Linked DNA regions of Rattus norvegicus: region 2 is linked to region 1. The links are chromatin contacts, called in public HiChIP or PLAC-seq maps. All regions are on one chromosome and are shown on one strand. Each heading gives the region's core, a stretch centred on a gene start, on an enhancer-like site or on the middle of the called end of the contact. The rest is flanking DNA. Distances are from core to core; before and after follow the strand shown.

Region 1 (4,438 bases), core at 598-3,097:
GAAGCTAAACAAGAAGGGAGGCCCAAGTGAGGATGCTTGAGTCTCACTTAGAAGGCAAATAAAATAGTCACAGAAGGCATATGGAGAGAGGGAACAGGGTAGGAGTGGGGGTGGGGAGGAGAATGGGATCAAATATGGGAAATCGGTGGCTGGTGAGGGCTAGGGGAATAGGGAGCATCTCCAGGGCGTGCCAGAGATGGGAAAGACTCCCAGGAATCTTTGTGGTAACTTTAGGTGAGACTCCTAACAGTGGGGTTACAGAACTTGAAGTGGCTACTTTCTGTAGACAGGCAGGACCCTCAGTAGAGGGATAAGGACAGCAACCCCCCAACAAAAAATTCAACACAAAATATATCCTGTCTAAAAGGAATGCAGGGACAGAGATAAAGTAGAGACGGAGGGAATGACCAACCAATATCTGGCCCAACTTGAGACCCATCCCATAGGCAACCCTTCACACTATTAATGATATTCTATTATGTTTGTAGACAGGAGCCTAACATAACTGTGCTCTGACAGGCTATACCCAGGAGCTGACTGAAACAGAGACCCACAGCCAAACAGTGACTGGAGTTTGGGGAGTCTTGTAGAAGAGTTGGGGGAATTGATTGGGAAACCTGGGGATAGGAACTCTACAGGAAGACCAGCAGAGTCAACTAACCTGGACTATTAAGGGCTCTCAGAGACTGAACCATCAACCACAGAAAATATACTGGCTGGACCTAGGCCCCCCACACATATGTAGCATCTCCATCTTCACGTAGGTCCTCCAACAACTAGAGTGATGACTGTCCCTAAATCTGTTACCTGCCTATGGACCCCATTGCGCCGACTGGGCTGCCTCAGTGGGGCAGAAACTTGATGTATCAGGGTTGGGGGATAAGCAGGAGGGGCCTCTACCCTCTCACAGGATGAAGGAATGGGGGAGAAACTGTGTGAGGGGGTACCAGGAGGAGGGCAGCGATCAGGATGTAAAGTGAATGAATAAATAATGAAAAAGACATCTTGGACTCTCTGCGTAATGCTTCAAAAATGCACAGAGGTTAGGATACTACTTTCTCAGGTAAACAGATAAGTGTGGAGATAGCTAAAAGGCAGGCCATCGTGCTGGTATAGCAATACAGTCAGCAGCAGGATGGAGCCGGACATTATCACATGGACTTACCAGCTGTCAAATCTATCTTTCTCTTTTGTAGATTGTTCTGGATGCCTTCCTTATTTTCCTGTTACAAAGCTTAGAGTGTTTTCACTAAAAGAGCTTTCTAAAGACGTATTAACTAGAAAGCAGTCCCACTGGTGATCCAAATATCAAGAGACTATCCAATTAATAGTTTCTTTAAATGAATGTGTGCCCTGTTTCTTCTCTGACCATCATGACCACTATGACACCAGTGTTAAGCCATTTCATAGAAGTGACGGGATCTGAATATACCTTTTGTGGACAGCAAATACACATGCTAGAGGCTTTTTTACACACCAAAGCAGGTATCATGTGATCGTGACAATCCCCTCCACTGTGAAGAAGTGAAATCTATTACTCATTTTAAAACAAGTTAAAGTGTATCATGAACCAATAACTCCTCTAGGTTTCAGCTTCATCATTTTTAAAAGAAACAACTGTTTCTTTTGCTGAGGTAAAGTCACACTGAGTGTCAAACTCAGCACTTCATTACTTCACATTATACACTATATATTTATTTTCTCCGTCCGCCTACATCTTTCTTTTCTTCAAACACTTCCTTTTCATCACTGATTAATGATGACTGAGGAGTGTTCACCTTCTGAGTCAATCCCAACCTATAAACGTGCAATAGGAAGGACCAGCATGAGCTTGCCACCCCTGTCAGACTCTAAACCAAAAGACACAGGCATCACTGACAGGAAGTAATGGGGTACCATGCCCTAAAGGCACCTTTATTGACTGCTCTCAGGGGACTTGTTGGGAAATAAAAAGAGCTGCCTATTCACAACAATTAGACCCTTGTCTCACTTCCTGAGTTTATTCATTTTCTGCAACACTGCTGAAATGTCCCAAGAAATACTCATTCATTCTCACAAGCTTTTTTTTTTTCTTTTTTGCAAACCTGATATATTTTAAAAAGGAAACCTGTCTAAATGTTGCTTAAAAGTCTAAAACATGAAAGGATATCCATACTAGAAGCTCCTCAAAGGGCTTTACCAAACAATTCACCTCACAGAAGGGAGCAGTGAGGGCCGGAAACTTAGTCTACCTGCTCAAGAGGATACAGCTAATAATTACATAGTTATAACCAGAGCCAGAATCGCTTTACTTCAAAGGAAATTGTAATGGGAAATATTTCTTACCATCGAACTTCTGATATAGAAACTACAATTACTGATTTAGAAATACTTATCACCTAGAGCAATAGAAATTTCTTTTAAAATTGTTAGTATATTCTTTTCTTAAAAGCTGGGTCACAGAAATACATTTTTTTCTCATTGATGACAAAGCAAACATTGTGCCTGGTGTAAGTCCATCTGAAAACGTTTTCTCAAGAATTAAAGTCACAGTCATAGTAAATATTACTAGATCAGATACAGCTTCAATCCGTTAAATAGCCTCTGCAGTTATTCTGTTAGTATATAACTATATCTTAGATTCCGTAATTCTACTTAAGCTCATGACGGACATATCAAGTATTTCATCCAAGGAGTCTTTTCGAAAGTCCAAAAGTCACAGAATCAGAAAATACAGCCATTTCTATTTTTTAAATAACTTTGAATAAACAACTATAGTGAGCTAGAAAATATTTACTGACTTACTGCAAGAAAATATTTAGCAAAATCAAAATATTTTAATATAATTTTAACATAATAGAAACTGTTATTATGACTCAATGGGTAATGTACTTGCTATGTAATCATGACAAGGACATGCATAGATCCCCAGCATGTGTAAAATGTGGCTGTGGTGGTAACCAGCTCTAGCACTGGCAGACCAGAGAAAGACCAGATGCCCAGAGCTACCTAGCCAGCCAGTACTGCCCAATCTGTGAGCTCAGCCACAATGAGACACTCTGTTTCACAAAAGTAAAATGGGGGTGACAGACGAGAACTCCCAGCATCAACCTCTGTCCTCCCCACATACACATGCATGTTCTTCCATCTATGGACATGCAAACATTGATATCCCTCTACATACACAACACATAGAAAAACAATAGCCTCTGTGGCCAACAAAGAATAAATGAGTGTTGGAAAAATTATTTGTGATGTACAGTCTAAGCCAAATAGCCACCTGAGGAACACAACCAGAAGTGAAACAAGCCAACGTCATTCCACAAGAAAACTGTGAAAATGGAAGAAAGATTGACTTAAACACTAAGTACCACTGGGACAGGGCTTCCTTTGAACATTGAAAGATGCAATTAACACCCTCCAAAAAGTTCAAGGGCATAAAGTAGAATGGGCGGGGGGAGGGGGGGAGTAGAAACAATTATATGAATGTTCCTTAAAAATCTAATTCTAGAATATGAAAAGCCTTACAAAGAACTCAAAGAAGATGTTGTTGTCCACATACTGGTACTCAAAGAAGACGTAGCCTGATTTCTTAAGGTGTACAGCGTAGATCAGAGACACAGTGCAGTCATCACGGTTAGACTCTATATAGTTCCCACGAGGAAGCCAAGAAGAGCTGTGAAAACAGAAACAAACATTTTTTGTACAAGCTCAGAAACCTCTTCTAGCCACACTCCTCCCACAGAATGACTTAATCAGGAGTAGATTTCATGGGCCAAACGAAGTGGATAACACGAGCTTTGCCAGAATTCAACGGTTCAACTCTACCATTGAGAAGTTCCTTTTGTACTTAATTTACATTAGTTTTTACTTTAATTAAAATGACATTTCTCCTGTTCCTTTCCTCTCTCCAACTCTTCCTATGTTGTTCCCTTCTAGCCCCTCAAATTGCCCTCAGAACAATAACAACACCAATAGACATGGAAGGGGTTCATGTACAAGAAACTACAGTTAACTAACTACTACTGAGAGAAGGAGACCTAGGCTTCTCCAGGGATGAACCCCTAACTGGTTATCCATTACTAAGAAGTCAGCCCTGAAATCATACACATACGAGAAAGAATTATTTATATAGTTATATGTATATGTGTGTATACATAAATATATATATATAGTAACTATATAAAAAGGTTTATTTTATAGCATATGACATATTAAATCTTTGTAAGGCTATATGATCAATTTGGTAGAAATTTTATGTTTTGTTTACCAAAACCAAAATCACTAATGTTAAGATTCACAGCTTCAAGTAGAGTTACTCTTTCAAACAACATCTGAGTTTGACTTATAGACACACACACACACACACACACACACACACACACACACACACAAAGCTATATTATAGCTGGCCTCTTAAACTGTTGAAGTCATTTGATAGAAGCCAAAGTCTTCTCAA
Region 2 (4,438 bases), core at 1,375-3,874, 220 kb after region 1:
AAAGCATGCTCCTCTTTCAGCACCACATAGAGCTATAGGAACCCCCGCACTCTATTCATTTTCCCCACCCCTGGCAGCACTAATTTTACTGTCTCCATAGTGATGCCCTTTACAGAGTATCATTGTGGTAGACCGAATGAGAAGAATGGCCTCTGTAGGCTAACATACTTGAATGCCTGGTCTCTAGCTGGTGAAATTCTTTGGGAAGGATTAGGTGTGGTCTTGTTGGAAATGTCTGCCATGTCACTGAGTGCAGACTTTGAGCTTTCGAAAGCCCACAAATACCCAAATGGCTCCGTGCTTTCAATGTGCAGTTAAGAATGTAGGCTCTCAACTACTGCTCTAGCCCCATTCCTACCTGCCTGCTGTAATGATCCCCTCCATAATGATTATAGACTCATCATTTAAAATTGTAAGCAATCCCCCAACTAAAACTTTCTTTTGTAAACTGCCTTTGCCAGGGTTGTCTCTTCACAGTAATAGAAAAGTAATCAGAATGGCATGGTCTTAGCATGCAGAGCCTTTTGGATGGTTTTCTTTACTTAGTGACATATATTTTGATTTTTCACTACTTAAGCGCCAAGTAAAATCCTGTTGTATGGATGTGCCTGTTTCTTTATCCATTCACCTGCTGAAATAAATCCCAGTTGATTGCAAGTTTTGGCAAATGTGAATAAAGCCACTGTAAAAGACATGGGAGTCCAAACTGCACCGACCATCAACTCCTATGAACTGTGCCAGACTGAGTATGCCTGATGCATCTAATTTCACTCCACTGGACAAACACTGGTTTTCTCTTTCCCAAGATCTATCATCTGCAAACGGCTTCCTGATTAGGAATGAGACTCTGTGTATCACTAATAGTAAAGGAAAGCAAAGTATAATATATCTTGATTTTATAAAAAAAAGTTAAATGCAGTTGAATCATAAAAGGAACACCAATCGGAACCCCACTGCTCAGCACCTTAGATCTTAGAACTACTTTTTTGTTTGGTTTGGTTGAGATGTGTTCTATGCAGACAACACTGCCTAAAACTCCAGAATCTTCATTCTGCCTCAGTCTCTTCTGTGTTGAAATTACAGTGTAAGCCACTGTACCCAGCATGGGGCTCTTTAAATTAAGCAAAAAGCAGCTTTTTTTTTTTATGTTTTCACCATAGAGTCTGCAGAGTTTATGGCAGAAAACCACAACTGACCAGTGTGCAGTTATAGACTATAGAGTGCCTATCCCTGAAAGAATAAAAAATGCAGCTAAGAAGTCAGAAGTTTAAAAAAGCCCTAAATACCTCAAATTCCAGACCCTGCCCTCTACCTGTACTAGCTGACCATAAAGTTAGATTAAAATCTTAGAGAATAATTTTGAGAAGCAGGAACCTTCTCCCAGGAACTGATGGACCATAAAGTAAACAATCTTGAGAAACAGGAAGCTCCTCCTTGTGATTTTTCACTGGTATTCTCGACATTTTCCAATGATGCCCTCCCTACCCGCTGGGGTTGAGGTTTCTTCCTTTAAATTCCCCTTGTCTTAGTTACTGGGGGTCGAACTCCACTGCCCCTGCGTGGGATATGAGTCTCGACCCCAGTGCACTGGTTCCTGTCAATAAACCTCATGTTTATTACAGCAAGGACGGTCTCAGGTGAGTTCTTGGGGGGTCGCATCATCCCGAGACTTGAGTGAGGGTCTCCCCGCCCCGGGGGTCTTTCATCCCAAAGTGGGACATAGGACATTTATGACACAATCCTTACACCAAAGGTAAGGAAATGTCACTGAAGATGGGGGCAGCAAAAAACAAACAACAACAAAAAAAACCTGAAAGAGGTGGGGAATGGGGAGACTTCTGTGAAACACCCACCACGCAGCAGCTGTGGTATCCTGCACACCACCACTCCAGTCAACACTGCAGCATGGATGGGATGCTGAGGAAGAATCAATTTCCTTCCTGAAGAGACCAGATTGTTTTCTTATGTCCAAGTGCGCAGCCCTACACCCAAGAACATCTGGCTTACATGTGTAGCCAGGGAAACACACACACAGACACACAGACACACAGGAACCAGGACATGAATTTGAGTGGGGATTGGGGATGTCAGGGAGAACACGGGAAGAATTGGGAGTGGATATAGTCAAAATGCATTTATTCATATAAACTCTTAAGGAATCTGATTCTTAAAAGATTGGCATGGGGGCAGGGTCCAGAAAACAGAGATGCAATCGGTGTAGACACCAGCATTGAACTTTAAATCCATGAAGAACTGTAGTCTCCTAAAAGCGAGGTCACACTCACGGAGGACACCTTTCACAATAATTATACCACAGGACCAGAAACCAAGGAGCAGAGAGAGACACCCTGCTTTCTTCTGTACTCTTAAGGCCTCTTCTTCCCTTCGGATCCTCCGGAAACTAAACGGTGCAGACACCTGCTAAGGAAAAGACTCTCCTCTATATCATCCGCATCAGCTAGGCAGGGACTATACGACCGTATTGCTTGCTGAGAATGGCGGTCGACTCCGCAGCAACCCATCAGCTTGTCGACGCAGACGGAAGTGACGTTCAAGGTGGCGCGCAGGTCCGCCCCACGGGAGAGGCGGGCCGGAGAGGGGGGGTACTGAGAGGGCGGGGGCGGGGCGCGGCCGTGGCTCCGTTTCCGGTGGCTGGTTGCGCTCGCTCACCCCAGCTGCAGCCACTCTCTCCCGTGGCTGCTTCCTCCATCCTGGTATTTTTTGGAGCCTCCATCCTGGTTCTTCCAAAGTGCCCGGACCCAAAACAGGAAGTAAGTGCGATGGAACCTTCAGGTCCGGGCCTCTGTCGCAGCCGCTCCGCCCAGTGCGGCCGAGCCGGCCCCTTCGCAGGCCTTGGCTGCCGCCGGCCGGGTGCTGCGGGCGGGGTCGGAGTCCGGTCTTCGTCTAGCCGCCGCGGCAGGCCCCGCACGCTGCGCCCGCGGTCTCCGTCGCCGGCTCATGCAGGTGCTGGCGGCTGGAACCATCGAGCGATCGCTGGGGCGCAGCGGCGAGCCGGCGGGGGCGGAAAATGGCGGCGGGCTGGAGGAACTAAATGGCGCCGGGACCCCTGGGGGTGGGCCCGAGTCGCGGAGGACGGCGCCAGGGGCCCGCGGGCGTGTGCGTGCTGGACGGCAGAGCTTCCAGCCTAGCTTTGCTGGATTCGCGGTCGACTAAGCCCTCTACGCTGCCTGGGCGTGGGTGCGGTTGGCAGGGTAGTGGGGGCGGGGGTCTCCCCAAGCCCACCCAGTTCTCTTTTGCTTGCTTGGCCTGTATGCCCCTCGCCGGTTGTACGGTCTGGCTGGACTCAGCGAGGGAGTCATGGTTGCTGGCCGGACTTTCTCTTTAAAGACTGCACGGGACGTGGCCTATGGTGCGGGGAGAGTCCTCGCCCAGCCAACTAGTAATTGTCAGGATCGTGCGGAGCAAACCTTAAAGCGTTTCAAAACCCTCTTTGGTACTCTAGCGAGAACTTTTTTTGAGAATCTCCCCTCAGCCTTGAGAGTTTTACTCCGAAAGAAGTGGTCCAGTGCCATCCTGTGCTGTTGAATGATACAGCATATGTTTTTATAAAGACTCGGTGTAGCTAAGGAAAGATTGGTAGCCCGTGAAATGGATATTACATCCCTTTCCCCAGCCTAATGCTCGTGATTGATTTTCTGAGATCTTGTACCCCTTTCTGACAGCTAGACTTCCTATTGGAACATCCTCGAAAGAAAAGAGCATTTCAGTACTGTTTCTGATATTTTATGTCTTAAGCTAGATGTAATGCCATTTGAGACTTTTATTAATTAGACCTATATTTTATTTTGTAAATAACTTTTAGGCTATAAATTAAAGAAAAGGCCTTTGATTATGTTGAAAGGTTTACAGACACCAAAGGCTATTTTCCTTAAAGATTTTTCTGGTACTTCAAATTTCTTTAGGGCAGTCATAAATGTACCTTAATAATTCGAGTAATTTACAATAACATTTAAAACTACAACTATAATAACAAAGTCTTATTGGTTTTACTGGGATAGAATAGTAATAAAAAGTGTATATATTTGGATAAACTTAGACTTAAATTACATTTCAAAAATTGTTACGTTGAGTGTACCAAGTTGGTGAGAGACTAATGCTGTCCTCCACCGCAGTCAAAAAATATAAATAAAACCTCCACAGCAGTAAAAAACACAAATAAGGGTTTGAAGAAAATTGTTACTGTGAAGATGGTATTTATTTTATGCTTCTATCCCATTACTTCACTGTCTTTCTCAGGTGCTTTTGAGTACCACCAAACAAGCTAGCATTTCTTCATTATTTTAGATTATGGTAGACTTAACCCAAACTGTTGCTCAGGGGAATGATCTAGAAACTTACCTGTTCTGTTTTCTTGTCTTCAGCATTTACTCTGAAAGTACTGGGTCTTGCATACTTCTTAAGAATTTAAATGTGTATG

What was found. HiChIP or PLAC-seq counts read pairs in DNA pulled down with a chosen protein or histone mark.
Region 2: an H3K27ac HiChIP or PLAC-seq map of oligodendrocytes shows a contact between it and region 1, with 6 times the contacts expected there. The contact joins the promoter of Dmtf1 here to the enhancer-like site in region 1. A contact is called at or near these places in 8 of 12 Hi-C or Micro-C datasets (the A7r5 cell line, the Rat2 cell line, Schwann cells and 5 more) and 1 of 1 datasets of contacts at active chromatin or transcription factors (oligodendrocytes).

Annotation. Positions count from the first base shown.
Region 1 is chr4:25,647,879-25,652,316 of GRCr8, forward strand. Elapor2 (endosome-lysosome associated apoptosis and autophagy regulator family member 2) reads right to left here. Exons shown (of 22, transcript NM_001109345.1): 4 at 3,508-3,655. Among named protein-coding and RNA genes, the nearest start is that of Mir879, 29 kb to the right of the region's middle. Within about 2 kb of position 1,848, at least 17 of the 93 cell types and tissues checked have an H3K27ac peak or open chromatin away from gene starts, as enhancers often do.
Region 2 is chr4:25,862,817-25,867,254 of GRCr8, forward strand. It overlaps Dmtf1 (cyclin D binding myb-like transcription factor 1), which reads left to right and starts at 2,625. Exons shown (of 17, transcript NM_053693.1): 1 at 2,625-2,771.